Regions from separate parts of the Danio rerio genome. Here region 2 is linked to region 1. The links are chromatin contacts, called in public HiChIP or PLAC-seq maps. All regions are on one chromosome and are shown on one strand. Each heading gives the region's core, a stretch centred on a gene start, on an enhancer-like site or on the middle of the called end of the contact. The rest is flanking DNA. Distances are from core to core; before and after follow the strand shown.

Region 1 (6,017 bases), core at 2,474-4,973:
CCAGCTTTCCATGACTTTTGTGTTAAACAAAAAAATATATATTTGAAAGAATTTTAATTTTGGGTGAACTAATTTGCGTAATTAAAAATTTAGTTTGTGAATGCTGGACTACATCACATGTCTCTAGCAAAGATTTTTCATATAATGTATGTTCTAGCCGAGTAAACAGTTGAGTTAGTTCTAGACTACACATTTGAATTTCATAGTTGATGTCTGATGGAAACTTTTTTTTTTTCTTCAGACTGTTTCATTGTGCAGTTTGTTTAATTTTGTAATTAACTGATGAACTTTGAAGGTGTTTGTCTAAAATTATTAAGTTTGTAATTTTATTATTATGATATTCCTCTGTAGCCATTTTTCAAAGTTGGCAAATGTATAATGTGCGTTTTTAAACCTGTCTACAGCATTTAAAGAAACATTATTTGTATTTAAAGCACAAAATACTGGTCAAACACAGAGACAAAAACATTTGTGAAGGTGTATATTTTCAGGGTTCCCACCCAGGCCCGTAGCCGAGGGGGGTTTCCGGTGGTTCAAATGGTCCACTCCCCCACTGACAAAGGTCCTGTATTTGTCCCATACATGAGCTCAATTGTCCTATTTTGCTGTGCCATCATAAGTTATCAAAATAACCCATTGAAAAAGGCTTTAAGACCAAGCAGAACCTGATGCAAGTAAAGTCAACTTTCACTGTTTTCTTGTTATAGAGAAAAAAAAATTACAAGTAACTTTTATTCTAAATCTTGGACCTTATTCTTGAAAGAGAAAAATGACCCATAAAAAGTTCCAAAGCACCAAAAACGGCCATATTAATACTTATGGCTGTTGTTGTTATCTATGAATTTTCAAATGTACTTTTTCTTTACAAGAAAAGCTAGAACAATTGTGGCACTCTGCATTATTATTATTATTATTATTGTTATTTATTTATGTATTTTTATTATTCTAATGGCCAAATTGTGAGGAAAAGCTGAATGTGTTGCCCAGTTTGTTTTTTGCGTAATAAATTACAATAGGCCAAAAATTGCTATTTTCCCCCCAGTTATATATCATAAAGCAGCTTAAAATAAGTAACCTCTTCACATTTCTTTATTCTGAATCTTTGGTAAACGTTACGGTACATCAAAAAGTGTGGCCATCTGGCAAGCTAATTCAGCAAAAAAAATAAATAAATAAATAAAAGCCTAGAATCTTACTAAAATGCAGTATTAAAACCTCATAATTAAATAGAAAATGAGTTCAATAACTGCAATAAGGTCCACTTTTTGAGAAACTAGAACCACCTTTTCACTAGGCTTGCTACGGGCCTACTATACAGAATCATCCCAAATCAATCGAAAATTATAAATGTTTTTGTCATAGTAAAATTGTATTAATACAAATGTTTTTCAATATCAAGCAGTCCTAATGAAAATGTAATTTTTCTATGTGGCGATGTTTCACGTGTTTTGCCTGCTATATTTAGACTATTTTTCAGTGCCGTTTTATTCATTTCTCACTTGTCAACCAGCGATCACTTAAGTCAAATCCAGCCACCAGGCTGTGAAAATACTGTCTGTGGCTGTTTAGCTAAGCTCCAAACTACAGCTGCATGTTTTTCTGTTCATTATAGCTGATGGAAATTCAGCTTTTTATTCAGTGAAAGTCAGGGATTTGACATGTGGCTTACAGTGCAGTCCTGTATATTTTATTCAAACTAACACTTAAGTGTGTTGTTTTCCCTCCAACCACTGCATCTATTGTGTCAATGTGCTTAAAAAGATAGACACTTTAACCCCAGTAATGTAAAATAAACAATTCTGTTCCTTATTGCAGAACTCATTTAATTTACTTAGCCATTTTTCTCTAATTATTTTATTTAAGCCATTTAGCATTAAATAAGTCCTTTTCAAGTTGTTACTAGAAGAGAAACCATAGGTGTGGTTCATCAAATTAACTAAGGAATCTTCCACAATCTTCATAGGTTGTTTCAATTATTTTGTGCAAATTTTGCTTAACGTGTGCATGTGCTGTCTTTAGTTGCCACTTAGTGTGAAACACTAATACCATGTTATTTATTTCAAATACTTGTGGCTGTGTATCCAGACCAAAAAAAATGTAGATGTGGTGAGAGAAATATTACTAAATCACTAAATATCCACATGAGGGCGCACTCAGCCAAGATCTGCACTAGATCACTGCTATTATAAGTGAGCACAAGTTCCATTTTATGCAGTTTTATCTTAAATGAAAAAAAGAGTGGAAAATGAAATCTATTTCCCTCTGGATAAACAAAGCTTTTCTTTCGTTTCCCATTGACTGTTTTTGCAGTGCTTAAAAAGAAAACAACAAACTGCCATTCACTTCATTTTCAGCAGTTGAACACAAAAGAAAATAATTTGAAGAATGTTAGAAACTGACAACCAGTTACTTTATATAATTACTTTATCTTTATTCTACCATGGATAACAATGGCTTTATTCATAGCATAAAAATGCATATAGTGTTCAGCATATATATACCCCTCACAAATCTATCTTTTTAAGTCATATTTTTAATAGGAAGCTATACAATATTATATTTGTGCATGTACATTAGATTAGTTGGTACTGAAGCCAAATCTAGAAATTATCTATCAAAATAACTGACGATAACGGTCTAAAAACTATTCATTCATTCATTCATTTTCTTGTCGGCTTAGTCCCTTTATTAATCCAGGGTCACCACAGCGGAATGAACCGCCAACTTATCCAGCAAGTTTTTACGCAGCGGATGCCCTTTCAGCCGCAACCCATTTCTGGTAAACATCCACACACATTCACACACTCATACACTATGGACAATTTAGCCTATTCAATTCACCTGTACCGCATGTCTTTGGACTGTGGGGGAAACCGGAGCACCCGGAGGAAACCCATGCAAACGCAGGGAAAACATGCAAACTCCACACAAAAATGCCAACTGAGCCGAGGCTTGAACCAGCGACCTTCTTGCTGTGAGGCGACAGCACTACCTACTGCGCCACTACCTCGCCTAGGTCCAAAAACTAGTACACCCAAATTTATGTTATAGAAAAATATTCAATACAAATTTAAGAAAGAGGAAAAATCAAGAGAGGCAACATTTGAACAATTTAGTTGAAAATGTAGGTTGTAACTTTTTTTGCATTATTTTACTTGAATTAATTTGTGTTATTTTTCAATTTCTAAATATGTTTGTTGACTAAAAATATTTTAATAAATATATCAGTTTATTAAAATATTTTTTGTTTAATTACACCAAAATACATTGCCTATATTCACTGAGAAATGGATAAAAATATAAATTTTCAAAAAGGGGTTTACTCAATCATGCTGAGCACTGCATAATATTTTTAAACTCTTAAAAAATAACTCCAAATGTCGATTTTTCATTTGGTATACAGAATTTTTATGATGGGTTTTGTTGATGGATTATTATTTTATAAACAACAATTCATGTAAGATTTTCTAGTTTTCTATTTAAAAGTTTTTATCTATTTTAGTTTTATTCTGAACTTTTTTCAGAAACACATTATAGGCTACATTAAGATACCATGAAAAAAAAACTTTTAAAAGGTAAATTTCTTGCTTTTATTTAAACTTAAGCATTGTAGCCTACTTCAATAGCCAAGAAAGCAAGCTCTTCGGCTGAGCTCATTGGGTATTTCAAAATCACAATGCACGAGCAGCTCCATGCAAACTGTGGGAGGGGAAGAGAAGAGCCATCTTACTCATTAAAAGTTATCAGTGCAGCTCTCTGGTCCTGTCGCTCTGCACTCAGAAACATGCCTTGACCCAATGTGCACTTCCACGTTACAGGAATGGTTGGAATTTTGCGAACTGCAGACCTTCTGGATCGTTTGGACTAATTTTCCCAATGAGATGCGCGTGAGCCATGGAATTACCAGTGATATGGATGTGCTTCGGATTACTACTTCATCTCTCACCTTTTGGATGCTTGGATCTGCATCTATCGGAAACACTCAAACCTGGTGCAAATCTGGCAAATGTATCAATCGGACCAGAATGGACGTACAGAATCGACAGAAGTCTCACAGATAAGTCTTTTCGACACTTTCTGAAGATCGGGAGAAGTGATGGGCTTCTTTTACTCGCGCGGAAATTTGACTGCGCTCGTTTGCCGAGAAATCCAGTGCCAATGTATTTGCGGATTAAACCACAGCTTTCTGAAAACTTCATACTGCTTCATTTCAACACATTTGTGCATGGTCAGAACTGCTACATCAAATACAAAAGAAAAAACCTGACTCCAGATGCTTATATGTATGTCGTGACTGGATATGATTCGTGTTTGTCTTTAGACTCCTTACCTATAAACATTTACGAAAGTTTACCTGTTTCTATGCGGAATTCTCAGATGTTTCGTGGTAGGTGTGTTGAGAAAACCCAACGGCGTGTTTCTCCCCTCACAAACCGATGTTTACCTCACAATCAGCGAGATGAGGCGAATTTGATTTGTTTAATGCCTAACTCTGTGAATAGCTCTTTATATGTCGACGTTAAGTTACATTTAAATAGAAAATACACTGGAAGTGATTTTGACCCGTGGGCTAAACGTCAAAAAAGAAACGTGAACTCCGCTCCTCAGTTTCAACTGCCAAACTACCAGGTATCAGTGCCCGAGAACGAGCCCTCGGGGACGCGTGTCATTACACTCAAAGCCTTCGATGCCGATGACGGAGATGCTGGTGTTGTTGTATACGACATGGAAGCTCTATTTGACAGCAGGTCTAACAATTTATTTCAAATAAACCCTGAAACGGGTGGTATAACGACTTTACAACCTCTAGACAGGGAAGTTAAAGATACCCATGTGTTTAAAGTTACTGCTACTGATAAGGGGATCCCTAAAAGATCAGCTATTGCCTACCTCACTATCACAGTCAGCGACACTAATGACCATTCTCCAGTTTTTGAGCAGAATGAATACAGGGTTAATGTTCGAGAAAATGTAGAGGTAGGTTTTGAAGTTATGACTATTAGAGCTACTGATGGAGACGCCCCTTCAAATGCCAATATGATTTATAAGATTGTGAATGATGATGAGGTAAACTCATGCTTTGAAATTGATCCAAGGAATGGGTTGGTCAGAACCAAAGTCAGACCTGACAGAGAAGTCAAATCTCAGTACAAGCTTTTTGTTGAAGCCAATGATCAGGGCAGAGAGCCTGGTCCACGTACCGCCACAGCTACAGTGCATATTTTTATAGAGGATGAGAACGACAATTACCCTCAGTTTAGTGAGAAACGATATGTAGTTCAAGTTTCAGAAAACATTGCTGTCAACACACAAGTAGCTGTGGTGAAGGCTACTGATAAAGATGCGGGGAACAATGCTAAAGTGCATTACAGCATCATAAATGGGAACATAAAGGGTCAGTTTTACATACACTCCCCTACTGGGGTCATTGATGTTGTCAGCCCTTTAGATTATGAAATGATTAGAGAATACACACTACGAGTGAAGGCACAAGATGGAGGTAGACCGCCTCTTATCAATGGCACGGGCATGGTTGTAATTCAGGTGGTGGATGTTAATGATAATGCCCCCATGTTTGTTAGCACACCCTTTCAAGCCTCAGTGTTAGAAAATGTTCCTATTGGTTACTCTGTGATACACATTCAAGCCATCGATGCTGATTCAGGTGACAATGCTCACTTGGAATACAAGCTGACTGACACATCGCCTGGTTTTCCGTTTGTTATCAATAACAGCACAGGATGGGTTACAGTTAGCGCTGAACTGGATAGGGAGACAACAGAGTTTTACAGTTTTGGAGTGGAGGCCAGAGACCATGGGGTTCCCACAATGTCATCTTCAGCTAGTGTAAGTGTCACTATACTTGATGTTAATGACAATGTCCCCACCTTCACACAACATTTGTATAACCTAAAGGTCAACGAGGATGCAGTTGTGGGCACCAGTGTGCTTACTGTTTCAGCTGTAGACAGGGATGTAAACAGTGTGGTAACATACCAAATATCTAGTGGGAACAC
Region 2 (6,280 bases), core at 1,546-4,045, 200 kb after region 1:
GGACCCTGTAACACTTCAGACAGCTCTGATTAATGACCGCTCATGCGTTTATGTTGATTGAACTGATCTCTGCTCAGCCAAAGTACTGTACATGTAGCTTATACTTTATTCTGAGGGGAAGTGATCGAGCGGCAAAGTGAAGGGAGAAAAGGCCAGGCCATTTCTTATTCATGATATTTAGCTGTTAAGAGCTCATTCTGCTGAGGATGAAAACTTGAACTTGGAGGATTCACAATTAGTACTCTTGCAAACACTGTACACGTCTAATTGATAATTAAGTATAATATAATATATAACTGCGGGTTTTAGAAGTCATATTGTAGTTCAAATAAGTAATCTTATTTACTTATATTTAGGTTTATTTGAGGGCAAGACACACGCTTTCTAAAATGCTGTTTGACTCTGCAAATGGGTCATTTAATAAAATACGTGTTCAATTGCTTGCATGTACAATATGCCTAGAAAAATGTTAACATTGGATTAAGTTAGGTTCAGAATTCTCTCTTTTTTTGCTGTATTAGAATATTCTATTTTTACAGAGGATATTTCGTCAATTTTCAATGTATCACTCAATAATTAAAATTATACTGCGAAGAAAAAAAACAGTTTCACATTTTTTTGTAAGATAAAGTGTAATGTATACGATATTTAGTGTGTATAGTAGGCCTAACTAAAGTGTATTTTGGATATTTTCTTTACACAAGACTGAAAATTGTTTAATAAAAAGCCAAATAGCCCAAAAAAACGTTTTGCTCTAGTGTCTCGCCTTAATTAAATCTTTCCATCGCTGACTTAAGTCTTGCGTTGTGTTATTTTTTCCTTACAAAAATGGTGACAGATCAGTTATTTCCAACTTTACATGCTTTGATGGTGTTTGCACGCCACCTGCTGGTGAGTTGTAGGAAACCACCATCTCTACACTGGATTTTATTAAGTATTATTACATCATCGTCATAATCAGAATTATATTGCATTGTTTCATGGTAAATCACATAAGTAGGAGTTTGATGATTATTAAATTTGGTTATGCTTATTAATGTTGAACTTTTCTTTTTGTAGTTCTTTGGAATGTGCGAGTCTCCAGAATTTATGTACACATACAGTTGAAGTCAGAATTATTAGCCCCCCCTTTGATTTTTTTTTCTTTTTTAAATATTTCCCAAATTATGTTAAACAGAGCAAAGAAAATTTTCACAGTATGTCTGATATATATTTTTTTCATTTATTTCGACTAGAATAAAAGCAGTTTTTTTTTTATTTAAAACTATTTTAGCCCCTTTAAGCAATTTTATAAATATAAAGTTTACAAAACAAACCATTGTAATACAATAACTTGCCTAATTACCCTAACCTGCCAAGTTAATAATAGTTAAGTCTTTAAATGTCACCTTAAGCTGTATAGAAGGGTCTTGGAAAATATCTAGTGTAATATTTTTTACTGTAATCATGGCAAAGATAAAATAAATCAGTTATTAGAAACGAGTTATTAAAACTATTATGTTTTAAAATGTGTTGAAAAAAATCTCTCGATTAAACTAAAATGGGGGGGGGGGATAAACAGGGGGGCTAATAATTCAGACTTCAACTGTATGTGTGTGTGTGTGTGTGTGTGTGTGTGTGTGTGTGTGTGTGTGTGTGTGTGTGTGTAAATATGTATATATTCCAAAATATGTTCCAAAATACTGCATTTTAATATATGGGGAGGTTATAACGGTTTAAATAAACAAGTAAATAGATAAATACTAATACTAAATTTATTTTTATTTTGTAAAGGCACGTTTTGGACAAGTCAAAATAAGTATAAAATATAGCCCAACTGTTTTCAACTTTCTAGAAGCTATGATAATCAATAGAAATAGTAATAAATGGCCTAATCATATTTTTAATCAAATTTGTGCAGCAAAATGTACAACCCTAGACAGGAATACATTTATGAAAAAAATCTTTTTCCTGTCATTTCATATCTCAAACGCTTTCAATATTTTTTTCATAAATTGGTGAAATATAAAAGGTGATTCTACTACTACAATTAATGACAGAAATGACTCACAATTCAAAACATTTCAAGTACTAAAATAAATCCAGTTAATTCTTGAGGTAAACTGAAGGTTACATGTATAAAAAGACTAAATGCTCTTAATCGGCGATTGCTGGAAAGAGCTCTATAAGCGAAGTGCTGCAAAAATCGCCGTCCATCAGAGTACAAACACCCACGATATTCTATAAATATGCCGAGCAGCCCCCGCACGATCCACTCTCCAACAACACGCATGAGCCGCGCGCCTTCATGACTCTTTTGGGCTGGAAAAAAATGAAAAAGTCGCAGTATTCCAGAGCACCAGAGAGAAGTCGTCTTTTTATTGTGGTTATTGGCGAGTGTGGTCAGTTAAAGTCTCTGTGCACATTAGTGCTCGGCGAATCAGATACTGCGCCAGTGTTGGCACATAAATGCTCTCGCGCACTGCGTGGACAGGCACTTGTGGCCACGCGCGGTCTGCATTGCGTCGAAGCCTCCCCTCCCCCATCCCGCTCCCATGTGCAATACAGTGCAACAATATGTTGGGCATGATTAAGGAATTATTCCCTCTCCGCTTATTGATCTCTCCTTTAAGAAGCCTTTCGCTTCCATACCCCCCTGTCAGTGCGTCCCGATAAAACAGACCGCTCGTCATCTTGTCTACTCGTAAGAGGGAAATTTTGCTGATGCAGTGATGTCTGGAAATGGTATGGTTCGCTTTTGCCCCCTTAATGTATCTCCCGCCTGAGCTGAGCTGCAGCATTACAATTTCTCATGCAGTATAAGCCATTTACACCAAGGTGCCGCCGCACGAGCAGGAGCGGAGGGAGGACGTTGCGGCTTGATGTTTTTCTTTTCAGCCTTTTCAGTCTTTTAGCACAGGTTTCAACTGAATGTGAAGCAGCTTCGTAAGGCATCTTGTTTAAGCCATATTTATTTTATTGCTATTTGATCGTTTGCGAATGTCGTGAGTCGTTTTGCGTTATGGATGTGACATTTATGGACCGCAGTCGAACGGTCTGAAAGTGAGAAGATGTGAAGAAGCCTTTTTCATGCAGCAAAAAGGACTTGAGGGTGCATTGCTGACAGGAGACAGCCGGCAGAAGACGCATTCCTTCAGTAACGAGGTGAGCACTTAATAAGCATGAAGTGAAAGCCGTGTTTTCCTCATGATTTATTCACTTAAACATGTAATTGAGCTATTCTGTAATATGTTGCTGCATGTAGTGAAAAGTAGACTGCATGTACTATGTGGCAATACTGTCCTGTCACGTCTTTTCAATAGCTTAAAACAGCATAATGAGTCAGAAGTGCACCCTTAAGGCTGTTCACTTCTCTGATTTATATTCATACATATTATTATGAGTAGATAAATAAATAAGTAGTGTGAACTTGCTGAGCAAGCAAATATCGCCGCTGTTCGATCCATTTTTCTCTGACTCGGTGACAGAGGCAGCCGAAGTGGATGCAGTGGAAAGGAACGATGGTCGAATCAGTGACAACTGCAGTGGGGCCACGCTGAAGAAAAGAACAAGTTATACTCTGTACCAGGATATATTTGAAGAACTGGAGAAAAGGAAGGAAAGCAACGCCTTTGGGAGGGCAATTGGATGTCTACTTCATTAAATTAACTCCTGCGGAGCTTCAACTTTGACCTGCAGGATGACAGTTGTGGCTGGGGACAACATGGATGAGACCTCTGCCGTGCCGGGGCATCCGCAGGACACATACCCCCCTGACCATGACGATCATGAATGCTGTGAACGGGTGGTCATCAATATAGCGGGCCTGCGATTCGAGACGCAGCTTAAAACTCTCGCCCAGTTCCCAGAGACTCTCTTAGGTAACCCAAAGAAGCGGATGCGTTATTTCGATCCCTTGAGAAACGAGTACTTCTTTGACAGAAATCGTCCGAGCTTTGATGCCATCCTGTACTATTATCAGTCCGGCGGACGACTGAGAAGGCCGGCGAATGTCCCGTTGGATATGTTCTCAGAAGAAATTAAGTTCTATGAACTTGGGGTGGAGGCAATGGAGAAGTTTCGTGAGGATGAGGGCTTTATCCGTGAGGAGGAGCGACCTTTACCAGAGAAAGAGTTTCAGCGACAAATCTGGCTCCTGTTTGAGCATCCTGAGAGCTCAGGGCCAGCCAGAGGAATTGCTATTGTGTCTGTTATGGTCATTTTAATTTCCATCGTCATTTTCTGTTTGGAGACTTTACCTGAACTGAAAGAGGACCCTGAGGGGCGTATAAAGATTATAGGCAACACCACATACTACTACAAACCTAGCATTCTGGCCGATCCATTCTTCATCATTGAGACCCTCTGCATTATCTGGTTTTCATTCGAATTGATAGTGCGCTTCTTTGCTTGCCCAAGCAAAGCGGCCTTCTTTAAGAACATGATGAACACCATTGACATTGTGGCTATTATCCCTTACTTCATCACGCTGGGCACAGAGTTAGCAGAGGAACAAGACGGAAAAGAGGGAAAGGGCGAGCAGGCAACATCACTGGCCATCCTCAGGGTGATCCGTCTGGTCAGGGTGTTCAGAATCTTCAAGCTGTCCAGGCACTCCAAAGGCCTTCAGATTTTAGGGCAGACCCTCAAAGCCAGTATGCGAGAGCTCGGATTGCTTATTTTCTTCCTCTTCATTGGCGTCATATTGTTCTCCAGTGCTGTGTATTTTGCAGAAGCAGAGGAAAAGGAGTCCTACTTCAGCAGCATCCCAGATGCATTCTGGTGGGCAGTTGTGTCAATGACTACCGTAGGCTACGGGGACATGGTCCCAGTGACCATCGGGGGCAAGATTGTGGGTTCCCTGTGCGCCATCGCTGGTGTGCTGACCATTGCCCTCCCCGTGCCAGTCATTGTGTCCAACTTCAACTATTTCTATCATAGAGAAACCGAAGGAGAGGAGCAGGCCCAACTCCTGAACGTGAGCAACCCGAACATTGCCTCCGATTCAAACTCTAGTCGCCGAAGCTCCTCAACCGTCAGCAAGTCTGAGTACATGGAGATAGATGGAGACATAAACAACAGCATCGACAATTTCAGAGAGGCCAACCTCAGAACTGGCAACTGCACTATCCCCAATCAGAACTGTGTGAACAAAAGTAAGCTGCTAACCGATGTCTAGAGGCACAGTTGAAAAGTCACGTGCTGACTGAAGTCACATATGAATGCTTACTTTACCTCCTCTCGTGAGCCCTTGCAATGCGAATAACTCTACAATGCAGACGAAAGAAAAATACTACACCAAAACATTTAGAACATAACTGCAACAAATGAGGCAGACAATTCAGTATATACATTTCCAAAGAGGATGAATGAGAAAAAAGCCTCCTCAAGCATCTAGCTAGCGTCCATGGGCATTGAAGGACTCTCGACGGCGGGATTACTAAAACATCACGCATGGACTACAGACTACATTTCAGCAAGCTGCACACTGCATCTGGGAAAGTGCATAAAAGACCAAGTGCAGTGTTCGGTGGACGCCTCATCCGTAGGTGGTCTTCCCCAACTGACCAGCAAAGCACCTTATATGAACAAGACTTATCTTCTGCTGGGATGCTACGGAGGCCAAGGTCATCGCCTCATGGACATCCGCATTGCTGCTATTTTCCAGCAGATGCTGTAATTTAGATATCACCAAGTGATTAAATGCCATGCCCTTTAGATATAAGACAGCACAATGCCGAAGGAGGAGCCTCATAGTTAGCATGTTTAGATTATCCTCATTTTGATATTGGCATGCGTCGGACATTACCTCATGAAGATAGGAAATCCATTCCTTTTTTGCTTTTGAAATTTTTGTGTTCAGCTCCATCAGCTCCCCTCTACATCGACCTCCTCTCATTGGTCGCCATGAAAAGTGCACTAGTGTGTCATGATTTGAGATGCTAATCATTTAGGTGTATTTAAAGACTGAATGTTTAACCTTATGGGAAACAGAATCTTAATGATATCATAGCATGTCAGAAGAACCTGCATTATGGCCTAATCAACTAAGGTACTGTGTATCCTAGTATATTTAATGCATGACATCGGTATAATACAGCTTGTTGCAATTGAGATACCTCATAAGGGTGTCATTGTTACAATCAGGGAAACTAGGGACATCGATTCCTTGATATTTTCTGAAATGTGACAAAATATATATGCAAGCCCCAACGCTGGGATGCAAACTTTTCAATCTAAAAAGTAGTCGAGGACACAGAAAAAGAACTATCAAGATACTATCAAATGCATATACTCATAC

What was found. HiChIP or PLAC-seq counts read pairs in DNA pulled down with a chosen protein or histone mark.
Region 2: a contact with region 1 is called in an H3K4me3 HiChIP or PLAC-seq map of gastrula embryo, with 4 times the contacts expected there. The contact joins the promoter of kcna1a here to the promoter of celsr1b in region 1. A contact is called at or near these places in 7 of 18 Hi-C or Micro-C datasets (caudal fin, embryo, fibroblasts and 2 more) and 2 of 4 datasets of contacts at active chromatin or transcription factors (embryo and gastrula embryo).

Annotation. Positions count from the first base shown.
Region 1 is chr25:21,001,881-21,007,897 of GRCz12tu, forward strand. celsr1b (cadherin EGF LAG seven-pass G-type receptor 1b) reads left to right here and starts at 3,724. Exons shown (of 35, transcript XM_001920737.6): 1 at 3,724-6,017. The coding sequence starts at 3,895.
Region 2 is chr25:21,204,252-21,210,531 of GRCz12tu, forward strand. It overlaps kcna1a (potassium voltage-gated channel, shaker-related subfamily, member 1a), which reads left to right and starts at 2,796. Exons shown (of 2, transcript XM_005163044.5): 1 at 2,796-3,144; 2 at 3,468-6,280. The coding sequence starts at 3,680. The coding sequence ends at 5,158.